Linked DNA regions of Neogale vison: region 1 is linked to region 2. A link is a contact called in public Hi-C data. All regions are on one chromosome and are shown on one strand. Each heading gives the region's core, a stretch centred on a gene start, on an enhancer-like site or on the middle of the called end of the contact. The rest is flanking DNA. Distances are from core to core; before and after follow the strand shown.

Region 1 (6,178 bases), core at 80-2,579, 520 kb after region 2:
GCACAGCAAAAGTGTGAAGTGGGTTCTGGACACTAGCTGGACATTAGTTAACCACGTCATTAACCATCCTTTTATCTAACGGCCCTGATTGCCACACTTCATCATCCTATGTCTTTGTTAGTGCTTTTATTCCATTCTACTCTAAGTGGGTCATAAATTTCCATTATTCTCATCATATTAAAATGATTAAACCCCGACGCCTGGATTTAATCTGGCTCAGCTGGTTGAGCGGCTACCTTCCACTCAGGTCATAATCCCCGCGGCCTGGGATCGAGTCCCACATCGGGGTCCTGGCTGGGCAGGGAGCCTGCTTCTCCCTCTTCTCTGCCTGCCACTCTGCCTGTGCTCGCTCTCTCTCTCTCCCTCTCTCTCTCTGACAGGTAAATAAATAAAATCTTAAAAAAAAATGATTAAACCATTAAAAAAAAAGGAGAATGTGTGTGTTTTAGTACTCTTTTTGGCGTATGTTTTATATTCCAATTAAAAAAAACCTGAAAGTCAAAAGGATAAATAGCAAGCACGTAAGACGATAAAAATCAACGCAAAATATTAATAATCACAACAAATATTAATGAATAAGTCTCAAAATAACAGAATGTTGAAGGGAAGTGGGTTTTTTTTTTTTGATGTGAACTTTTAAAACTAGTTATAGGCTGTTTACGCGAGTCAACTAAACTAACAGTAAGTGCACCAGAAACTTTAAAAATTTATTCAACATTCAATACAAATGTTACATAAAGCCAGTGTGCCTCTTATTAATGCCGGGAGAAAATGGACCGCAAAGCCAAGGAATATTTGCTTCTATCCTCGCGGTCTCCCATTCCTGACCGCACCATCAAGTCCTGAATTCACTTCCGTGGGGCTTTTCCCTCTCCACCCGGAGGAGTCCTTTAAAAAAATAAATAAATAAAACCAGATCACCACTGCCTTCCCCTTGTCATCAACACGGGGGTCCTACATTTCGGTCCTCGCGTACCAGCGTTTCATACCACCGATCAGAGTTCAAAGCACACTCCTCGCCCGGCTGCCTGGCTTTCCCGTCCCAGGTCCCTGAACCCATTTCCTCGTCTCTGCCTACGGGCCTTTCCCGTTCTCGGAAAACCGAGGGTTAAGGGTTAAGGGAGGAAAGCAGAGCTTACAAGGCTGAGGGCAGAATCGGGTGGAGTGGAGGTCACGGAGGCTGCAGGTGAAGGGACGCCAAGTACACAGAGCAGGTCCGGTCTGCGGTGGGGAAGCGGAGAGTCCCCAACAGCCCAGACGAAGCCACGACGGACCCCTCCCCTGCCCATGTGTATAGCCGCAATCGCCTCCTGAGAGCAATGGCTTCCGCTTCACTTCCGCCTTCTAAATCTCGCGGGACTTCAAAACAGCCTCGAACTCGGAAACATGGGGCGGAAAGGATTCTGGGAAATGTAGTTCTTGAGTTTAGACGGTCATGGTGGTGGTTCCCAGGACGAGTCTGGCCTTCCACATATCCCGACTTCCAATTGTTCCAGGATCCCGAGACTCAGTTCTCAGGTTTCTTTCTGTCTTCTTATCGTTCTCTCTGTGGTAGCGGTGCATCACCATTTTAAGTACTGTTGATGCACTCAAGGCTCAAATTTCCATCCACAGCCCCACACGTCTACCCTGGATTCCAGATCGTATGAGACTTGCTCTCTCAGCCTGGCTATTTTATACATACTTTTAAAATGCCACATATCAAACTCCTGACTTCACCCTCTCAACGTCAAGTAATAGCAACCCTGTCTTTCCACTTGTCCACTGAAAACCTTGATAACACTCTCAACCCTTTGGTTTGTCCCATCTATCCACTGTGGAACGTTCAGTTCTGCCTTGACCATCAACCCAGAGCCCGATCACTGCCAAAAAAAGAAAGAAAAAAAAAGTTTTCCTTGCTTCTGAGTCAAGAGAGGTCATGGCAGGGCTTGGAAAAGTCCAAGTTTGTGTTTTGTGGTCCTCTTACAATGCCTTAGCGAGAAGTTTAGGAGGTCTAACTTCCAAGTGAGGGGAAGGTGACTACAAAAGGAACGCAACAGTGGTCCGTGTCTGCTTCCTTGCACGAGTTCTAATTCCAACTCCACCAAGACAGGCATTCAGTATAGTGCCTATAGCCTGTCCCTTCTATAGAAATGAGCTACTTCTAAAGTGTTGTGAGACTCAAATGGGAAAAGTAAGTAATTCTGATTACTCTTAACAGGAACAAGAGGGGGGCAGAACAAGCCCACTGCAGAGAGGAGAGCAAAAATGGAATGACCTGGGGCAGTGGGTGGTTGGATCAAGACTGGGGGAAACTCCAGAGAGGGGAAAGGGTCACATCTTAAAGATCTGGAGCCAGCACAGAGGAGGAGAAAAGGGAGAAGATTCGGTTAGGACTCAGGCAGGACCTGAGGGCATAAAAACAGAAATTGGGTATTTGAAATTAGTAAACAATGCTCTGTCAGGATCAGAGTTCGTCTAGTCAATGCTGAATCCCAGTAAACTCACAAGGATTAATTGGTGGAATGAATGAAAGGGAAAAATATACTCACCGAAGTCTTCAAAATTAAGAGTAGGAAAATTCTGCAATACTCCTTGGTGCTAAGTATTATTAAGGAGGATAGTGCTCTGAAGGTTGGACACACTTCATGCACATCGTATTTCTATATAAAGATATGACTGGGGCGCCTGGGTGGCTCAGTGGGTTAAGCTTCTGCCTTTGGCTCAGGTCATGATCTCAGGGTCCTGGGATCGAGTGCTACATCGGGCTCTCGCTCAGTGGGGAGACTGCTTCCCTTCCTTTCTCTCTGCTTGCCTCTCTGTCTACTTGTGATCTCTCTCTGTCAAATAAATAAATAAAATCTTAAAAAAAAAGATATGATTATTGTAATGAGATAAAATATGTTAACCTTAAAAATGAAACTACCAGTTATTTTACCAGAAAAAAAAAATCGTGGGAATAGTAGAGAATTGCAACTCAGGACCAGCAGCTACGGAGTCCACAGAACAAAGGAGAGGAACGCTCTATGATAAAGGAAAGCAGGAAGTTGGGAAGGCTGTCATAAACAAAAAGTCCTTTTTTTTTTTAAGATTTTGTTTATTTATTTGACACACAGAGATCACAGGTAGGCAGAGAGGCAAACAGAGAGAGAGGAGGAAGCAGGCTCCCTGCTGAGCAGAGAGCCCGATGTGGGGCTCGATCCCAGGACCCTGGGATCACGACCCAAGCCGAAGGCAGAGGCTTTAACCCACTGAGCCACCCAGGCCCCCTAAACAAAAAGTCCTTTGGAATGAAATGGTAGATTGAAGTATAGTGGCTTTTCGTGGGCTGAGTGGTGAAGTCTCATTGCCTGGGCTGTTGCCAAGGAGAGGAGAAACCTTTCATCCTCTTGCTGGGGTAGTAAAGTGGTATTAACTTGCAAGGTACCTCTCTTCCTGTTTGGTCTGCAATTGGCAACCAACCAGTGGTGGGGCTGAGAACACCCCCCCCATCTTCCCACCTTCTAGACTCCATTCTAACAAGATTTCCTGTTATTATTAATTTTCGCAGTTGATGAGTTTATACTGGTAAACATTCCCCTACTTGTGTAAATGGCTATTAGTCGTTCACACTACCTTGAGAAGATGGAAAGAGATAAAGCGGACTTTTAAAAATTATTTGTTGAAGTATAACGGGGGCACGTGGGTGGCTCAGTGGGTAAAGCCTCTGCCTTCGACTCAGGTTGGGATCTTAGGGTCCTGGGATCGAGCCCCGCATCAGGCTTTCTGCTCAGCAGGGAGCCTGCTTCCCCACCCGCCCCTCTCTGCCTGCCTCTCAGCCTAGTTGTGATCTCTGTCTGTCAAAAAAAAAAAAAAAAAAGGAAGAAGAAGTATAACAAACATGCAGAGAGTCTGTGAATAAATTTTAAAAGTGGGCACATCTATGCACAAGTCATCAAAGTGTTCACAAAGGATACATACCTCTGCAATTGCTACCTAGGTTTTTTATTTTTTATTTTGTTTTTATGTATTTTTTTACTTTTTAATTTTTTTCCTACCCAGGTTTTTTAAAAAGAAAATTACCAGGAACCCAAAAGCCTCTTTCATGTTTCTCCTGGTCACTACAACCCCTCATCCTCCAAGAAAAACCCTATTATAAATTCTTTTGACATCCGACAGGGTTCCAAATATGGCTGCCTTAAAATATGACATCTTATGACATTGAATATGCTAAGTTGAAGGAATTTGAGAAATGGCGGGTTCAGCAAGGACTCTCTGCTTTCCCCTGACGCAGACTGTAAGATGGGCATATGATGGATGTCCTTTCTATACCCAAAGGAAAGAAGCATCCTTGTCTCTAAAGATGGAGGAACATCCATCTGCGCCTGGGTGGCTCAGTGGGTTAAGCCTCTGCCTTCCGCTCAGGTCATGATCTCAGGGTCCTGGGATCGAACCCTGAATCAGGCTCTCGGAGCCCGCTTCCCCCTCTTTCTCTGCCTGCCTACTTGTGATCTCTCTCTCTTTCTCTGTGTCAAATAAATAAATAAAATCTTTAAAAAAAAAAAAAAGATGGAGGGACACAGAGAGGAATCCAAATGAACGGGATTGCTAAATTTGCCTCAGTTTACTACTCTTAAACTCATACCCCATTGCCCTAACACATTTTCCCACCACTTTCTACTCTTCATCAAACCTAGCATAAAAACGTCTAGGTTAACAACTCTGTGCATTCATTTCCCTTTAAAGGGTCCCGTGCCAGATAAAACTTAAATACATTTGCATGTTTTCCTTTGTTAATCTGACTTTTGTTACAAAACCCCAACCTAGAACCTAGAAGGGTAGGAGGAAATATTTTTTTCACCCTCTCTTATGCATCATAGAATAGTTCTGCCTGGTTTTTGAACTTTGCGTAAATAGCCTTAAATTCCCCCTTTGGGATTGATGCAGGAGTAAAACCTGACCAATGCAAGAGAACAGTGCCACCTAGTGTATGATGGCAACGAGTGCAGTGGGGCAAGGAACCATCTTTTCAGTAAAGCTGAATCCATTCTCATACTATCCATAAAAATCAAAATCATTCTAGAATGAATGAAGAAATAAATGTGAGAGGTAAAACAAAAAATATAGAGAAAAATGTGTCTTCATATCGTGGAATAGGAAGATATTTCTTAATTAGGAGGCAAAGGAAAGAAATATTTGATAAACCAGAATGCATCAAAATTAGACACTCAAAAAACCCCAACCAGGGCGCCTGGGTGGCTCAGTGGGTTAAGCTGCTGCCTTCGGCTCAGGTCGTGATCTCAGGGTCCTGGGATCGAGTCCCGCATCGGGCTCTCTGCTCAGCAGGGAGCCTGCTTCCCTCTCTCTCTCTCTGCCTGCCTCTCCATCTACTTGTGATTTCTCTCTGTCAAATAAATAAATAAAATCTTTAAAAAAAAAAAACCCAACCAACCAAACAAACTACTCATCAAAAGATATCATTGGGGTGCCTGGGTGGCTCAGTCTGTTCAGCGTCTGACACTTGGTCTCAGCTCAGGTGTTGATCTCAGGGTTGCGAGTTCAAGCCCTGCATAGGGTTTGACGTGGAGCCGACTTAAAAAAGAAGAAGACATTATTGATGGTGAAAAAGCAGCCTTCTCTTTTTTTTCTCAATTTATTTATTTTCAGAAAAACATTATTCATTATTTTTTCACCACACCCAGTGCTCCATGCAAGCCGTGCCCTCTATAATACCCACCACCTGGTACCCCAACCTCCCACCCCCTCGCCACTTCAAACCCCTCAGATTGTTTTTCAGAGTCCATAGTCTCTCATGGTTCACCTCCCCTTCCAATTTACCCAAATTCCCTACTCCTCTCTAAAGCCCCTTGTCCTCCATACTATTTGTTATGCTCCACAAATAAGTGAAACCATATGATAATTGACTCTATCTGCTTGACTTATTTCACTCAGCATAATCTCTTCCAGTCCCGTCCATGTTGCTACAAAAGTTGGGTATTCATCCTTTCTGATGGAGGCATAATACTCCATAGTGTATATGGACCACATCTTCCTTATCCATTCATCCGTTGAAGGGCATCTTGGTTCTTTCCATAGTTTGGCGACTGTGGCCATTGAAAAAGCAGCCTTCTCTTAATAGACATAGGGTTCCACACTACTCCTTGTGAATTTCCAAGCCCACCCATACCTTTGTAAATATTGCCTTATTAAGCTCTACTCA
Region 2 (5,926 bases), core at 3,333-5,832:
ACCATGACCTGAGCCAAAGGCAGATGCTTAACCAACTGAACCACCCAGTTGCCCCCAAATTTGACAATTTAATTTTTTAAAAAGATTTTATTCCTTGATTTGACAGGGAGAGAGACAGTGAGAGAGAGGACACATGTAGGGTAAAGTGGGAGAGGGAGAAGGAGGCCTCCTGCTGAGCAGGGAGCCCGATGTGGGTCTTGATTCCTGGACTCCCAGGATGACCTGAGATGAAGGCAGATGTTTAACAACTGAGCCACCCAGGTGCCCCCCAAATTTGGCAATTTTATTTTATTATATTATTTTATTTTTTAAAAAGATTTTATTTATTTATCTGACAGACAGAGATCACAAGTAGGCAGAGAGGCAGACAGAGAGAGAGAGGAGGAAGCAGGGTCCCTGCTGAGCAGAGAGCCCAATGCGGGGCTCAATCCTAGAATGCTGGGATCATGACCTGAGCCTAAGGCAGAGGCTTTAACCCACTGAGCCACCCAGGTGCCCCCCAAATTTGGCAATTTTAAACCAAATCTGGCTCAGTCGGTTGTGTCTCCCTCTTGGTTTTCGGATGGGGTTACTATCTCAGGGTCATGAGATCAAGCTCCGTTTTGAGCTCTGTGCTCAGTGCCTGGTCCCCTTGGGATTTTCTCTCTCTCTTTCCCTCTGTCCCTCCTTCCCTTCTCTCTCTCTCTCTCTCTCTCTCAAATAAATAAATTTTTTTTAAAGCAATTACCCCACCTAGGAAGCACCAGAGAGGAAATAATCTTAGGTGTGGAAGGAATTGTTCAAGAGTTTCCTTCTCCCAATAGCTTAGCCTTTCAGCAGGCCTTGGAGATACAGCAGTGACCAAGGCTCACCCACCACCCGAGAATTCAGTCTCATAGAAGAATAAGACAAGTGAAGAGGCCTTCAGTACAGTGCTGTGAGGGGGAAGCCCAAGGCTCTGGGAGCAAAGAAGGCATTCCCCATGCATAATGGCATAGGCTTTCCAGAAGGAATCAAGACCACAGAGTAGTGTGGTAGAGGGCTAAACTGTGGCATCAGATCTGGGCCTGTGGCCCTGGCAAGTGACTTGACCTCTGTGGGATTCTTTTGGTCTTTCCATAGTTGCAGGATTGCTGCCAAAGCATGAAGCATTTTTTTCTGTGCTTTTGTTTGAGGAAAAATATCAAAGGGGTTTGATTGATGAATAAACATTTGGAACTTACTTTTTTTAAGGTAATAATTGCACATGGTAACAATTCAAGCAGTATGAAAGTATATATATGGCAGCCTAAAGTGTCCTTGCCTTCAGATCCCAGCCATCCCCAGGGGCAACTACCATTAAAAGTTTCTGTTTTCGGGGGGCGCCTGGGTGGCTCAGTGGGTTAAGCTTCTGCCTTTGGCTGGGGTCATGATCTCGGGGTCCTGGGATCAAGCCCTGTATTGGGCTCTCTGCTTGGCGGGGAGCCTGCTTCTCCTCCTCTCTCTGCCTGCCTCTCTGCCTACTTGTCATCTCTCTCTGTCAAATAAATAAAATCTTAAAGATTTCCATTTTTGGAGACAGTTTCTGCATCTTCAAATGTGTGATGTGGAGCCTTCCCCCAAAATGATAAAACTTTTCAGACATTAACACATCTCAATGGAGAGAGACTTTGTATTTTCAGGTAACCTACAATATTTTAAGTTATGTCAAAGGGCAGAAAAAAATGACTTGGGTTTTTTGGTTTTGTTAAGACTTTTTTTTTAAGATTTTATTTATTTGTTTGCCGGAGAGAGAGCACAAGCAGGGGGAGAGGGGGAAGCAGACTCCCCGCTGAGCAGGAAGCCCGGAGAATAGGCACACTTTTCCAGGACCCTGGGATCATGACCTGAGCTGAAGACAGATACCAAGACAGGTATCCCAAGACTTTTTTTAAGTAATCTCTACACCCATTGTGGGGCTTGAATTCACAACCCTGAGATCAAGAGTCACATGCTCCACCAAGTGAGCCATCCAGGAACCCTTTGAATGTTTTAGTTTTCATACAGGCCTTGTATAAAGGGTGAAACACAATAAATTGTGTGTGCATTTTTGGGAGGTATATATATCTCTAGTGAGATCAAATTATAGTCCTTGATCTCTACACCTTTTGCTTTTTAAAGCAAACAGTATCCTGAAGATTGTTCCAAACAGCATAGAAAGACCTACCTAATTTTTTTCTTTTTAACATTTTGGGAGCATATTGTTGGGTCCAACAGAAGCTATAATCTTATATTACTAAACTGGCTTCAAAGAGTTTGAATCTATCCTGCCCCTTCTGCAGGGTTGAAAGGGCCTGTTACCTCACACCAAGTCCAGTGTGGGTATTTTCCACCTTCTTCATCTTTTTGTTTGTTTTGTTTTGCTTTTAAAGATTTTGTTTATTATTTATTTGAGAGAGAGACTGTGCATGAGCAGGGGGAGGGGCAGAAGGAGAGGGAGAGCAGACTCCTCACTCAGTGGGGAGTCCTATGCAGGGCTTGATTGATTCCAGGACCCTGAGATCATGACTTGAGCTGAAGGCAGCAGCTTAACAGAGCCACCCAGGCGCCCCTTCTTCATCTTTTTTAATCTGATAGGTGAAAGCTCTGGTGTTTTTGTTTATGGATAAGTATGGGCATACAGATATATATATTTTTTAGCTTTATTGGGTATGGTTGATACACAGAAATTGCACACATTTAACGCATACATCTTAATGAGTTTTGCATTTTTTTCTTCAAAGATTTTATTTATTTGACAGACAGATCACAAGTAGGCCGAGAGGCAGGCCGGGGTGGGGGGGCCCTTGCATTTCTTTTTAAGACAGTTTTCAGCATCTGCAATTCCTGCCTGTGTGTGTGTGTGTGTGTGTGTGTGTGTGTATTGAAAGCATTGTATTGCCGTTATGGGCTCTTGGGGGTGTGATTTAGCAAAACCTCACAATTAAACTTCATGTGTCCTTTGACTCATCAAACTGGTTCCTGGTTATTTATCCAGTAGAAAAACATGCATATATATATATATATATATATATATATATGTGCCCTATCAATTGATAATTTTCTAATGAATTGCTACTTTAAAAATAAGTGATGGGGGTGCTTTGGTGACTCAGTGGGTTAAGCCTCTGCCTCTGGCTCAGGTCATGATCTCAGGGTCCTGGGATCGAGCCCCACATCCGGCTCTCTGCTCAGCAGGGAGCCTGCTTCCCCCTCTCTCTGCCTATCTCTCTGCCTACTTGTGATTTCTCTCTGTCAAATAAATAAATAAATAATCTTAAAAAAAAAAAAGAGTGATGGGGTATCTTGCCAGCTCAGTCTATGCAGCATGCAATCCTTGACCTTGGGGTTGTGGGTTCCAGCCCTGTGTTGTGCATAGAGATTATTTGAAAATAAAATCTTAGGAAAAAAAAATGGTGTGGGGCGCCTGACTGGTTCAGGGGTAGAGTATGCGACTCTTGATCTCCAAGTTGTAAGTTCAAGACCCAGGCTGGGTGTAGAGCTTACTCAAAAATAAAAACTTTTAAAAACAAATGAGTGGGGGCGCCTGGGTGGCTCAGTGGGTTAGGCCCTATGCCTTCAGCTCAGGTCATGATCTCAGGGTCCTGGGATCCAGCCCCAAGTGGGGCTGTCTGCTCAGCTGGGAGCCTGCTTCACCCCCATTCCCCCCGGCCCGCCTGCCTCTCTGCCTACCTGTGACAGAGGTAGGCAGAATTTGACAGAGATCACGGGTAGGCAGAGAGGCAGGCAGAGAGAAAGGGGAAGCATGCTCCCTGCTGAGCAGAGCCCGATAGGGGGTTGGATCCCAGGACCCTGACATCATGACCTGAGCCAGAGGCAGAGGCTTAACCCACTGAGCCACCCAGTTGCCCCAAATAAATAAAATCTTTTTAAAATTTTTCTGAAAAAAAAAAACCCACAAATGAGTGATATATATTTGGTGGGCGTGTCCACTCAGCCTCTTTGGATAACAGTTTGGCGCTATCAAAACGAAAAACAGAACACACCGTTTGTTAACCAGCTATTTCGGTCCTACAGATTTATTCTTGTTTATAGGCATCAAAAAAGCGGTATTAAGTAGAAAAGTTGGGGCCTCGCTCTCCCTTAGCACAACCGCTGGTCGTCCCCCAGCAGCACTGCTCTAAGGGCGCCTTCCAGGCTGGGTCCTGGGGTCTGCAGCTCCGCCGTCCCAACACTTGCCGCGACCCGGGGCCGCTCGTCACCGCCCTTGGCCCCGCCCTTGGACCGTCCGGCCCCGCCCTTGGGCCGTCCGTCACCGCCCCAGGGCGCTTTTCCCGGGCTCGATTCCCGCCCTCAGTCTCGCCCCACTAGCCTACTGCCCGCCCTTAGCCCCGCCCCCAGCCTAACCCCAGCCCCGCCCCAGCCTCGTCCCAGCCCTTAGCCCTGTCCCCAGCCTCTTCCCAGCGGGTAATCCCGCTCCCAGGCCGGTTCTCGACCCAAACAAGTCCCCGGGTCTCCAGTCACCGCCTCGGGGCCCCTTGTCCCTGCCCCAGCCCCAGCCCCGCCCCCAGCCTCGTCCGCGCCCCCAACCCCGCCTCCGGGCTGCGTCAGAGCCTCAGCCACGCCTTCCGAACGCGGGCTTGGTTCCCAGTCCCCGCCTCCCGGCTCCGTCGTGGTCGCCGGCGGGCCTGTCGCCGGGACCCAACCATGTCCCTGTCAGAGGAAAGCTGAAACTCTCCGCCCGCTGTCGGAGGCGGCGGCCACCGCCCTGCCGGCACCCCCCGTCACCCGCTGGCGCCCCCCGGGCGAGATCCCGAGTCCCCTCAGCCGCAAGCGGAAGTGCGTGTCGCTCGGATCATGGCGACTTTGGCGGACCTGCCGGACTCAGTCCTGTTGGAGATCTTCTCCTACCTCCCGGTCCGGGACCGGATCCGCATCTCCAGGTGCGGCCCCGGCCCGCGGGGGGGTGACGGGAAGGTCGGGGGGCGTGGGGCTGCCCCTGGGACGCGGATCGGGTCCCCGCGGGGCGGGGTGGTTCTAACGCCGGGTCCCCTCCCCCAGGGTTTGTCACGGCTGGAAGAAGCTGGTGGACGACCGGTGGCTCTGGCGACACGTCGACCTGACGCTGTACACGGTACGCGGGGCCGACCGGGCGGGCCTGGGCCGCGGTCGGGTGTCTGGCTCTCGAGCCCCACCCCCTCGCCCCCTAGATTTCGAGCTTGGCGGCCCGGGGTGCATCGCGGCACACTCGCTGCTCAGCCTGTTTCCCCATCTCCAAAGTGGGGATAACCAAGTTCCTGCAGGGAAGGACCTTAGAGCCGAGTCCCGCGTACAGGGAGTATAGGACAAACGTTAGTTGCTTACATGATCTGTTAATGAGTTTTCCTGGAGCAATCATCTTCCAGATCCAACTTAATTTCCACAGTTTATTTCCTGAGTAGTGCAACCTTTTCCACTTTTCCCCATTTGCATCGTATTTATTTTTCTTGTTTGAGTATGAACTATTCCAAATGTATATATAGCAATGTATAGAGGATAATATCTGAAACGGCTGCGTACTCTTCACCTATATTTAACCCACTTTGACTTTGGGTCATTTTTGCTGCAGATTCTGTGAAACATACATGCAAAGGTTTTGGGGTACATGTACGCAGGCAACATTTATAAATATATCGTGGCATTTTTTTGAAACCCTCCTCAGAGGTCATCGCTATTATAAAATGGAAATGTAGTCTTCTAGAAACTTATGTTTCTCACTTTCTCATTTCTCACTCACTTCCTGTGTAAGTGCCAGGAGGCAACATACAGTTTTGTTCATGTGTTGATCGAAAGTTTAAGTAATGGTGTTCTGTTGAGGTAATTAAACGCCATTTATTGTATATCCACCCAAAACTAGCCTTATTCACACAACATTGCTTTTGAAATTTATTGTAAATGAGACATGGACTGATTTGTTCCTTTTAATTTGTTGAGTATACCACAATTTATC

The links. A called contact is a pair of places that touch in the nucleus more often than the background predicts.
Region 1: a contact with region 2 is called in a Hi-C map of muscle, with 9 times the contacts expected there. The contact joins the promoter of ZNF317 here to the promoter of FBXL12 in region 2. A contact is called at or near these places in 2 of 3 Hi-C or Micro-C datasets (fibroblasts and muscle).

The regions. Positions count from the first base shown.
Region 1 is chr6:217,864,510-217,870,687 of ASM_NN_V1, forward strand. ZNF317 (zinc finger protein 317) reads right to left here and starts at 1,330. Exons shown (of 7, transcript XM_044254282.1): 1 at 1,140-1,330.
Region 2 is chr6:217,343,144-217,349,069 of ASM_NN_V1, forward strand. FBXL12 (F-box/LRR-repeat protein 12) reads left to right here and starts at 4,583. Exons shown (of 3, transcript XM_044254264.1): 1 at 4,583-4,880; 2 at 4,999-5,071. The coding sequence starts at 4,795.